Linked DNA regions of Mus musculus: region 1 is linked to region 2. The links are chromatin contacts, called in public Hi-C maps. All regions are on one chromosome and are shown on one strand. The core of a region is the stretch at or near the end of the contact, and the rest is flanking DNA. Distances in the headings are between cores, read along the strand shown. Region 1 has its middle 23 kb from the start of Gm40639. Region 2 overlaps Atg5 (autophagy related 5).

The links. Hi-C and Micro-C count contacts between places; a contact is called where the count stands out from the background.
Region 1: a contact with region 2 is called in a Hi-C map of B cells, with 2.3 times the contacts expected there. The contact joins two enhancer-like sites. A contact is called at or near these places in 22 of 39 promoter capture datasets (the 3T3-L1 cell line, the C10 cell line, the HPC-7 cell line and 13 more), 2 of 15 datasets of contacts at CTCF or cohesin (embryonic stem cells and large pre-B cells), 101 of 484 Hi-C or Micro-C datasets (3T3-L1-derived adipocytes, the AML12 cell line, B cells and 63 more), 22 of 115 datasets of contacts at active chromatin or transcription factors (the 230-238 cell line, the SCID.adh cell line, astrocytes and 17 more) and 1 of 9 other capture datasets (liver).

Annotation. Positions count from the first base shown.
Region 1 is chr10:44,998,303-45,004,162 of GRCm38.p6, reverse strand. No RefSeq gene overlaps it. Among named protein-coding and RNA genes, the nearest start is that of Gm40639, 23 kb to the left of the region's middle. Within about 2 kb of position 3,417, at least 127 of the 459 cell types and tissues checked have an H3K27ac peak or open chromatin away from gene starts, as enhancers often do. A contact at or near this core is called in B cells and liver, where this site is marked.
Region 2 is chr10:44,280,460-44,286,391 of GRCm38.p6, reverse strand. Atg5 (autophagy related 5) reads right to left here. Exons shown (of 8, transcript NM_053069.6): 2 at 195-360. The coding sequence starts at 302. Among named protein-coding and RNA genes, the nearest start is that of Atg5, 15 kb to the right of the region's middle. Within about 2 kb of position 3,406, at least 7 of the 459 cell types and tissues checked have an H3K27ac peak or open chromatin away from gene starts, as enhancers often do. A contact at or near this core is called in B cells and liver, where this site is marked.

The sequences.
Region 1 (5,860 bases), core at 2,168-4,667, 720 kb before region 2:
CTGCTCAGTCAAGTTCAGCTGAGGGCTTACTTCAGTGGTGGTATGGCTTGCCTCCAAAGCACGTTCATGAGCGGACATTATTATTTCTCCCTGCATGTCTCAACCTATAGTGGGCTCAAAATGTGACTATCAACTAATGGAAATTCAGTTTATAAACATCCCCCTAGACACACACACACACACACACACACACACACACACAACTTTCAACTTGACACACCCACCACCACCACCACCACCACCACCACCACCACCACCACCACTACCACATGTATTCTAGTCCTCTCTGGGCTAACCAGGTTCCATAGGAAATCAAAGAGAATCCTAAAACATTAAAGTATGGGGGTTATTAGTGAGTGTCTTTATTTTCAATGTGCTTGTGTTCCTCAGACAGCTTGGGGCACCTGGCTGTCCTGTTAACTAGCATACTGAATTTTATGTAGGACGTCCTTGAAAGGCACTTTCACCTAACTCTTTGGCAGCCCCAGTCAGGTGGATGGCCTAATTTTTCCTGACTTTCACTTTGATAGATATAGTTTTGAAGGCTTACCTCCTCTTCCTCCTTCTCCTCTTCCCTTTTCAAATTCATGTGTCAAGCATGTCCCAACTGCTTTGCCCTTGCCTAGCTGCCTGTGGAGGGGAGATGGAAATTTCACATTTGAACCACATTGCCAGGAGCTCCTAATGAAGGGGCCCTGAAAGCTGCTGGCCCAGAGCCAAGTAGGCGCAGGCAGGAAGGGCAGTGTGGTCCTCAGGGGCTGGGGAGAGGGCATAGAGACATCAGCCACTCAGGTTCTGCGTGTCCCTTAGAGGAGACACAACACGTTCAGATGTAATATTTAAAATGCTGCCTTCTTAATTTCAAAGAAACCGTTTGGTAGCCTGTTAATCCCAATGCTTAAAATAATGACGCAATGCATTTGCTTTAGTTTAGACAAAACTCTCTTTAAGTGGCCTACTTTCATTTTCATCTGCACGAACAGTTTGTGGTTGTAATATTTGAGGTTTTAAAATTGTCTTAGTAAGGGAATACAGGTTTTTTTTTTTTTAAACCTGGCAAGCTTTTTTTCCCTCTAAATACCTTCACCTTGTTCTTATGACTCAAAGACTTACTTTCTCAGCCATGAAAGCTTCTTACAGACTCTGGCAAAGGGAAAGATAAACAGAAAACAGAAAAGGTGGCAAGCTTTGCAGAGTGTCAGATGCCCTGTACAGCTTGCCTTTTGTAAACTTCAATCATGGTGGTGTCTGTCTGAGAAGGAAAGACCAGGGAGTCCGCAGCTGAGGAGCCGAGTGTGCTGACACAGGATCACGTGCCACCTGACAGGGGACTGCTAATGGGTAGTGTGGGTTCTCTCTTTACCCCTCAGACTTCTCTTACATGATCACAGTGAGGCTGGAAGGTGAAGGCTAGGACAGATAGATTAATATGACAGCTTTTCTCCACAGTGAAGTCATTTGTTAAATAAAATCTCTGGGAAAGCTGACATCATAAAAGAAGTTAGATAGCTCCGGGAGGCAGTCACCACCCTCGATATCCTTGAACTCCAGAGACTTAATGATCTTCAAATAAGTAGTATTTAAACAAATCCCTTTTCAAATGAAGCAAAGGTCTGTTTATTTAATAATCACCATAAACTTTAAGTGGCAGAGAAAACTCCCTTGAATTGATATTTTGTAACAACTGTGTATACTGAGTAGGTGTTTGACTCCTAAAAGTTAAAGGTATTTCTGTTGTTGTGGTTAAATTCTGAATTTTACTGGCTAATCTGTGGGGATAAAAAAAAATAATTACTACTATGTTCAAATTTTGAGCATAAGTGGCCTTTTGTACATTCACATGGAGGGAAGTGGTGAGAGCGAGTTGTTCATCCCTGCAGCTGATGAGGACTGTGTGCACCCATATGCCCTCAAGGTATAAGCAGGACACCCACCACACCTTTATTCTAGTGCACAATGCACAGGGAAGCCTGTGACTCTGGAGGTTAGCATCTGCTCTGTGAGATGCCCTAGACATGGCTTGATGACTCTGTGGGGCTTTTCTATGCAGTCTCTGAAGTCAGACCACTCTGAGGCACATCTATGACAATGTGGTTGGTTTTTGTCTATGTGCAGATTCCTGTGTAGTTGGATTTGTTTGTTTGTTTGTTTGTTTTTTATGGGATTCTTTGAGAATTCAGAAACACACACACACACACACACACACACACACACTATAGATCTTTCTTGTTAGGGAGTTCCACAAACACCCTGAAGCCTGCATGACAACCCCTGATGCACATTCTTATACTTTAATTAATGAACTCATCGTGGATTATTTCTTTAATAGCCTTTCCAGGCTGTCTGCATTTTATTGCCACTTTTTGTCAAAGGAAACATTATTTTAAAAACAATTGAGCAGAATGAGAGTTTTTGAAAGGATGGAAGAAGAAACAAAGAAACAAACTTAAAATCCCAGCAGCTCCTGAGATTCAGTCCCCTTAGAAAACAAACACACTCTCTAGCAAGTGAAATGAGTCAGCACACTCTGTCTATGCTAATTTAAGAAAGGAAAATAAATTCTGAGTTCAGAACAGTACACCCCACTTTTCTAGGCGTTTCTGTCTCATTCTTCATTGAAGTTCTGATCTCTCCTGCATGATGGCCTCCGGCCTGCTGGTCTACCTACAGCTAGCTCCTCTTATCACAACACAGCACATTCTTATCTCTTCTCAGTAAAAACTACCAACTGGGTAAAAATATTTCTAACTGAATTCTCATTTAACATGTGAAACCGGCTCTTTTTCCTCCAGCCTGTGCAGTTTTTTCTTTTTTCTTTTCGGTTACAGGATGTTGTCCCCTTTCTTTTAAAAAAGATCTTTGAGGCATATAAGTTCTGAACTCAGAATTTATTTTCCTTTCTCGAATTAGCTGTAGCTAGAGTGCACTGAGTCATTTCACATGCCAGAGAGTGTGTTTGCTTTCCTCGGCGCCAGGTTGCCCTTTAGCATGCAGAAAGTTAAGAAGAAGGCAGTTTCACAACCCTCCCCTCTTAGCACCTGTCTGCAGTCTCACACCTGAAAATCAGCCTTGTCCTAAAGTGCTCATATGCTGGCCGGAAGTCCAATGGTCACCTCCATTTAAATGGCCTCTCTTCAGGTGCAGTTTTCCAATCTCCCACTAGTTGGGGCTCTACACAAAGAAAAGAAAAGAAAAAAGGAAATAAAGGGGCTCCACAGAATTATTTACTAAGCAAACACTACGCAGGAAGACTTTATTTTCCGTGTTCTTGAAAATACGACTGGTCATTTTATTTTGGTTCTAACACATCGACCACAGGTTTGTTTTGGGTTTTGGTTTTTGTCCCCCCCTCTAACTGCCCCCCCCTCCGTGGGTCAGTTTTATTTGCTCTTCATACCTTGATTTGAAAAGTCTGAACCAAGGTTACTACTGCTTTTGACATCGTTTAGAGGCAGTCAGCTCTCTCAGTGCGTAGTTGCTCTAAACTAGGAACGTGGAAAGTGCATAGACTGAACATTTAGCACACAAACTACAGCTCCACCTTCTCAGTAAGATTATTCTCTGCTCTGCTCTTAAACCCGCAGCACCAAATGCAGCTGATATTTTCTCTCTGTCTCTGTCTGTCTCTCTATGTCCCCGTGGGGCCCCCTCCTCTCTCTCTCTCTGTTTAGTCAGGATGAAAGATCCCCGTGGATAGTCACAAATAATCAAGATCCTCCCGTGCGGTCCACTGGCGCTCAGTTTTAGCTTTGTTTGTCCGGTCTTTCTCCACCTCCCCGGAGATCCTTTGGCAAATCAGATAAACAATGCCTTTTTTGCTTAAGGCAGAAAGAACAGTTGAATACAATGGGAGGCCAGACTTGGCTGAAATGCTGGCTGCAGGTGCTCTCAGCATTGTGGTCATTTAAACCAGATGCTGGGGAGTCGAAGCACCTGCTTCCCCTCTCTGTGTACACTTGAGAGACTGTGCTCCTGCGTAGGACAGGTCAGCGCATGGCTAAAACGAGTGGTGCCCCACAGCAGCATCGTTCTGGTTCATAAGACAGTTGGTACTAGGAAGAGCTTCGTACAGAGCCTGTTTAATCCTCAAACATATGTAGTTTAATTCAATATTCTTCTCTCTCCATTTCCAGACATACCATCACTATTCTGTATACACAGACAGACAGACAGACAGACAGACAGACAGACAGACACACACACACACACACACACACACACACACACACACACACACCTCTGCAACAGAGTCTACTTAAAGTAGACACTCAGATACAACGTTATTTTTCTCTGGTTTATATTATCTAGCAGGAAAGACTGACTAGGAACAAGAGGGTGATGATTTTTATGGTTCTGATAAAAATGAGACAGATGCCGAAAGCCTTGCATAGCTCAGATTTTATGAACATCTCTACAGCCATCATAAATCTATGGACAATCCACAATGAACATTAAATTGTGTACCTTGAATGTTGAGCATTAAATAAGAGATCAGGGTGACACTGCTTGTGTGTGTGTGTGTGTGTGTGACTAGACTAGATTCAAAGCTATAAGAGACTAGTTTGGTATTTTTGTACTAAAATTATTCTAAAGCACAATATTGCAAATCTAAATATGAATACATTAACTTCAGGGATATGTGAAAGTATTCAGAGTGTTTGTGGTATAGCTGTATGAGTCAGGCCTTGCCCTGATGTTAATATTTTAATTTCAATTTAAATATTTCTTTTCATCATAAATTCATTTTGGAACAGAGTCAGTTCTTCACAGTGATGCAGAGGGATTTTTTTTTTTCTTTCTTGTATTTATGAACCATGTTCTTCAAAGTTCATCGAGAAAGCTTTTGTCTTGAGAGCTGAGGTCCTTTCTGGAGGTTTCTGTGCAAACACACCAGTACTAGGGCTGAGGTCGGATGCCTGGAGGAGAGTCAAATAGAGGCCTTTTCAAGATCTCTAGTCCACCCTTCCCAAGAGAAACTTGTTTCTCATCTGTAAACCTCTCCTGGTCAGGCTGTGCGAAGAAATACTTTAATTTTTTTCCCCATAGCTCTTAATACACGGATATGGATTCTTTTCTGTGTATATGGTGGTAGAAATGGAATCCAGAGCCTTGTGCATGATTAAGCATATACTATACCACAGACCCACACTGTTAGCTTGTGACTATGTCCTTACTGCTGCCTGCTGAGGTCTTTGAAATGAAAAACCTTAAAAATGTTTCTAGGTTTGCAAGGACAGGAAGGGTGGCAGAATGGCTGAGGGTAACAAATCAAGAGAGCTAGTGGGGTTAGCTTGAGATGAGGGTATATAGTGCTGAGAAAGCATGCTTTGAAAGAAACCAGTCACAATGTGTTTTATTTTGTCTTGTTTTTTAAAGGAGGGGGTATATCTCTTTTTCTCCTCTTGTGTCTACATTCTTCTGGGCTAAAAAGTCCGTAGAGTGATTACCAAGATGTAGGAGAGGGGAGAGGGGAGAGGGGAGAGGGGAGAGGGGAGAGGGGAGAGGGGAGAGGGGAGACAGAGTCAGAGAGACAAAGAGACAGAGAGACAGAGATAGAAACACCACACAGGGAGAGACAGATAAAAAGACACACAGAGAGACAGACAGACTCAAAGGGAGGGACATACGGAAGAAGACATGAGAAAGACACACACACGAGAGAGAGAGAGAGAGAGAGAGAGAGAGAGAGAGAGAGAGAGAGAGAGAGAGAGAGAAACTAGATATTCCAACCTGCAGATGTGTGCTGCAGCAGTCTGTCCTGGGGAAATCGAATGGGGTAGAGAGGATGGCTTAGCAGAGATGACTATGGGAAGAGAGATTACAACCTCAGCTAAACCTCGACTCTTGTATTTAATATCTT
Region 2 (5,932 bases), core at 2,157-4,656:
GAGGGGGAGAGAGGGGAGTCTGCGTCAGGATGTATCATATGAGCAAAGAATACAAGAAAGAGAAACAAAGAAAGAGAAACATAGGAAGGAAGGGTGGATGGAGAAAATATCGCAAAGTGACAGCCTCCACATTCTAAAACTTTTATTTTATTGTAAATAATGGACGAAGTTATAGGTCCCCTTTGCACACTTACATAGTATGGTTCTGCTTCTCTTTCAGTTATCTCATCCTGATAGAGAGTAAAGCAAGTTGGAATTCGTCCAAACCACACATCTCGAAGCACATCTTTGTCATCTGTCATTCTTCCAGTGGATGAAGCAGTACATATAGGCTAAGTTCTTCCTTCAACCAAAGCCAAACTGGAAACAGAATAAATAGCATTAGTCAGATCCTTCCAAGAATTAATGAAAACATTTCATAGGCAAAAAATGAACACCAAAAAACTTCACTTAAAGAAAAGGTGGAGTGGGGTATGGGGAGGCCTCACTGATGTACACCTTAAATCCCAGCACTTGGCAGGGGCAGAGGGGCAGAGGGGCAGAGGGGCAGAGGCAGGTGATTTCTCCAAGTATGAGGCCAGCCATACTTACCTACCTCTTACTCTCTCCCAGCCAGGGAGGAGGGGAGGTAGGTAGGTAAAAGCCAGGAATTTCTACATTAGAGAAGCCGAGACAAGAGTCTGTATGTAGCAAGACTGAGCTATTTGGTAAAACACAATCTCAAAAAGTCTGTGTGTATACACATGCATGCATATGTGCATGCATGTGTATGTGATGCCAATTACATATTCAAGTAATAAGCAATATAAGTCCCATCAAAATAGAAACTATACTTCTGCAAAATGTGTGTGTTTTTTAATGTTTCTTTTAATGCCTTCTTTCTTACAAACTGCAATCAGTTCTCTTAACTACAGGCCAGCCCCCCTCCCAGTTTCCAGCTCAGCCCCTTCAAATGTTTCCTCAGCCATTCCTCCCTCAGTTTCCCAACAGTCTGCTTAAACAGTCTCGTCTCTCATTTTCCCCAGTAGTAGCCTCTCCAAACTATAGCAGCTGTTCTACCCTATCTGCTCAGCTTGGCTTCTCCTGGCTCAGCTGTCACCAACTGTCTCTTGTCACTCTGCTAGTCTCTCTACTGTCTCCTAATAATATGGTCTCTGGCTCAACAGGTTCCCATTCTCTTCTGCTCAGCCTCCTTTCTACACTGACTGTCTTTTCTCCTCAGCCCTACTCAGTCCTTTCCTAAACCAACTGTCTTCTCTGACCCTACTCTCCTGCCACCTGGACCCTCGGCTCCCCTCTCTCAGCCTCTGCTGGCTCTTTATATCCTCTCCTATCCCTAGAATTCTAGAGGCAACCCAAACCAAAGGCCATAGGGTCAAGCAGTTCTCTTAAAGGGCCAGGTGACTAGCAACTGGGGATCCTTTAAAGGGCCAGGCACAAAGTAAATCACACCACATACTTCTTACTTTTTCAAGCCTGGTAGACTCTTATCACTCACCTAAAAGAGAGCCTTGTACCTGTGCCTTATGATCTTAATCTAATTTCAGATGATTATTCACATAATTACACTTGCCCCATCTAATGTATTTAGCCTCTCCTACCACGTTTATCATTTCTCCTGAAAAAAAAATAAAAAGAATATTTGCTTCGATTTGCAGATGATAGCATATACCAATCAAGAACTGGGGTTGGTGCAAGCCTATAGGCCTCATGGGTTGAGCCTGGGTGACATGAGCCCCTGCCAAACAAACAAGCAAGCAAACAAATAAACAACAACAAAAAGCTCTTTATTAAGTTTATTCCCTTTTCTAAATTTCATCAGATGCATAACTTGGCCCCACCAATACTTCCAGTCATACTGATTACAACTCCGTCCTATAGACCTCAGTAAGCCCCGACCCCTAAACATCCAGTCGCTGTGCTCTGACTCCCCAGCCTAGTACTAACTCACGCTGCTTCTCTCCAACTCTTACTCACACTGTCAAGTGACTAACACCCTCAGTCCCAGTGAAATATTTCTCCAACTCACAACAGTCCTTACTCCACAGGGTAGCGCTGCTAGCTCGCTCTGCACATGAGGAAAGTCTCAGGATCAGGGAAGGACAATGTGCATGAGCTCTGGGATAGCCCAGGCTATCATGCTCATACTCCATGTCACCTGTGTACATGATGAAACACACACTGCTGATAATGCACAGGGCAACCCAAGGAGGTTCTACCTGAGTATTAAGGGTCAATATACAACCAAGACAGTGTTGGGCAGTTAATTCATAATTTAGTATAATGTATAAGAAAAATCCTAAATAATTGCATGGTGCCCTCCAAAATTATGGGCCTAGGTGGATATCAATTTAAAATTCTTTTTAGAGTTATTATTTTATGTTTATGAATGTTTTGTCTACATGTATGTGTGGGCAACACATGCATTTCTGATGCCCTGAAGATCCAGAACAGGGTGTCAGATCCCCCTGAACTGGAGTTACAAAAGGTTCTGAGCCACCATGCAGATGCTAGGAACTGAACTTGTTGCAAAAGCCAAAAGTATTCCAATGGCTGAGCCATCTCTCCAGCAGGACATCAATTATTAACACCGAGGTACATCAAGGAGCTTGCTTTTATCCTTTCTCCCCACCCAGGACAAACCCTTTGGGATTGGCATCAGTTAATCCATAGTTAAAGATCAGTCAGCTGTTGGCCATCCACACATAAGCAAACTGCCTTAGGTGGGAAAAGACCTGCCTTATGTCAAACTACTGGCCACTAGTCAACTTAGAATAAGGACCCTGGTACTTAGCAGTGCCTTGACTTTTATTAAATATATACAAGTATTCTAAGCTAGTGATATACATATGTAAATTTCATTCAGTACCACAGTGAGACTTCAAATTCAAGCATGCTTAAATTCTACACTCAAAAGAAAAATTTCTGAATGTACAAATCACTCAAATTAACTTGCTGAAAACAGGAAGCCCTCATTACTTCCTGACTAGGTTAGCAGCTGATCTTTAGAATAAATGTCCAGGCTGGAGAGATGGATCAGCAGTTCAGAATGCCCGCTGAGCTTCAGAAGGCCTGAGGTCTCTCTAGCACCCAGCTAGGATTCCGCAGAAGCACCTGTAATTCCAGTTCCAGAATATCCAATTCCCAGTTCTGGCTTCTTTGGGCACCCACAAACATATCATAAATTCACACAGATACACACTGAAACAAATACACATTAAAAATCAAAGTAAGATAAATTTAAAATAAGTAAAATGAATAAATTTATGTGGTTATGGGCTGGAGAGATGTCTTGGTGGGGAAAGGCACTTGCTGCGCAGTCTAATGACTTGACTTAGACTACTGAGAGCTACATGATGGGAAGAGAAAAACTGGCTGTCCTGATCTCCACGTGGCTGCATGGCAGATGTGCACACAAGCACAAACATACCCCACCCACACATAGGAATCTCAAGTTATACTACAGGGTATAGTCATAAAGACAGCCTGGTGCAGGAATAAAAACACACAGGAAGAGCAATAGAAAAGAAGATCCAGAAATAAAATGACAAAGCTATGTATCCACTGAATTTTTGACAAAGTAGGCAAAAACATACTGGAAAACGGACAGCCTCTCCAGCAAACAGTGCTGGCCCTCCTGGCTGTACCTGCAGCAGAATGAAATTAGTCTTACCTTTCACCTTGTATAAAAATCAATACAAAACAGACTAAGGACCTTAATTTAAAACTTGAAACACTACAACTTGAAAGAAAACACCTTTTAAACTACTGGGATAGGAAGAACTTTCTGAACAGAACATAACAACACAGGAGCCAACCTCAAGTATCAGCAGGTGGGGCCACAGGGAAGTGAGAAGTCTGTACAGCAAAGAACGCTGTAGCCACAGACAGCCCACAGAATGGGGGCTACCAGCTACACTCAGTCAATATCCAAACTTACAAAGAACTGCAGAAATGAAACACCAAAGAAATAACACTGCCAATTAGCAAGTGGGTAAATAAACTTGAATATTCACTGTTAAAAAAAAAAAAAGAAACACAATGGCCAATAACTTTAAAAAAAACAATGTGGGTTTTTTTTTTTCAGATTTATTTATTTAATGAATTTAAGTACACTGTAGCTATCTTCAGACACACCAGAAGAGAGCATCAGATCCCATTTCAGATGGTTGTGAGTCACCATGTGGTTGCTGGGAACTGAACTCAGGACCTCTGGAACAGCAGCCAGTGCTCTTCACCACTGAGCCATCTCTCCAGGGAATGCAGACTAAAACTACTCTCAGAGCGTCTCACCAATGGCTATCGGTCATCAATAAACGTGACAACAAATGTTGGAGAGGATGTGCAGGGAAAGGAACCTCAACCACGATTAGTGGGCCACAAAACACTGCAGCTGTCATGAAACTCAGTTTGACGATTTCTCAAAAAACTTTTGAATAGAATTATCATGTGATCTCCTATTTCAGTTCTGAGTATACCCTAGCATAGAAGTGTTTTCACCCTCATCTTTATTATTGCTTTATTCACGAGAGAAAGGAACTGAAATCAACCTCAATCCCATCAACAGACAAATGGACAAGGAAAATTGGTGTATATATAAAATTATATATGTATACATATATAATATATATATATATATATGGAATACTGTTCAGCTCTAAAGAAAAATGAAATCACAAATTTTGCAGGAAGATGGATGGACTTAGAATATATATTATTAAGCAAGGTCACACAATCTTAGAAGAAGAAAAACCACATTTCTTCCTTACATGCAGAATCTAACATGAATGCATCTGCGTGTGTGAATACATATATTCGTAGGTACAGTAACATATGAAAGAGAGCAAGAAAAGCTAACATTAGGAAATGAAGAAGGAATGAATGCAAGTAGTAAATACAAGCTGTTTCCGAGTTCTGACTCTATCGTGGTTTTTTTTATTGGTGGTAGTGGTTTTGGTAGTGGGTAAGTGCATAAAACAGTGGAAATATAAAATCCAATGTGGATGGGTGGTGGTAGTGAACACTTTTAATCCCAGCACTTGGGAGGCAGAGGCAGTCAGATCTCTGTGAGAAGGAGGCCAGCCTGATCTACAGAGTGAGTTCCATGACAGCCAGGACTACATCAAGAAACTCTGTTTCAAAAACAAAACAAAACAAAAACAAACAAACAAACAAAAATAAGTAAATAAGGAAGGAAGGAAATACATAACTTGCAATGTGAAGATCCACAGCTCCTGTTTCTCTATAAAATATATAGAAGCTCATTGAATTGCATAGTCTTTGGGTGTTTTTTTTTCTTCAACTTTTTAAAAATATAATAAAGTTTAAAATAAAATTTAAATGTTCTTTAATTGGAAAAAATAATCAGCTTATGGATATTTCCTGATTTTGAGGTAAGGGCTCAGTATGTTTTATCAGAACAATAGAAACCTAAGGCACACTAATATGCACATCTGAAATCGAATGATTTATAGTAGTTTTGGGAACCTTGAACCATCCAGTCAACTATGACTCTTGCTCAAGAGAAGACAACTAAAAACTTCCTTAACTAACACATTTGAAGAAAACTCAATTCAGTTGTAAAGTTTTTTCTTGTTTTGTTTACTTTTGGTAGCATTGGGTCAAAACCAGTGCCTTAGACATACTAAGAAAGTATTCGACCATTTGATTTGCAATTTAAATGTTTAAGTCACTATCAAGGACCTCAAGCTCTGTAATTATAGCTACCAAACAGGCTGAGGCAGAAGGATCATTAAGTTCAAGGCCTGGGCTACAGAGTCAAGTCAAGGCCAGCATGGGAAACAGTGAAACCCTGTTGCAAAAAGAAAAAGAGCTTTATAGACAGAGCTCAGCAGTAGAGTGCTTGCCTAGCAGACCTGATGGCCTATGTAGAGTAGTAAGCAGTAATTAGCAGCTCCAACTCTTACTCAAG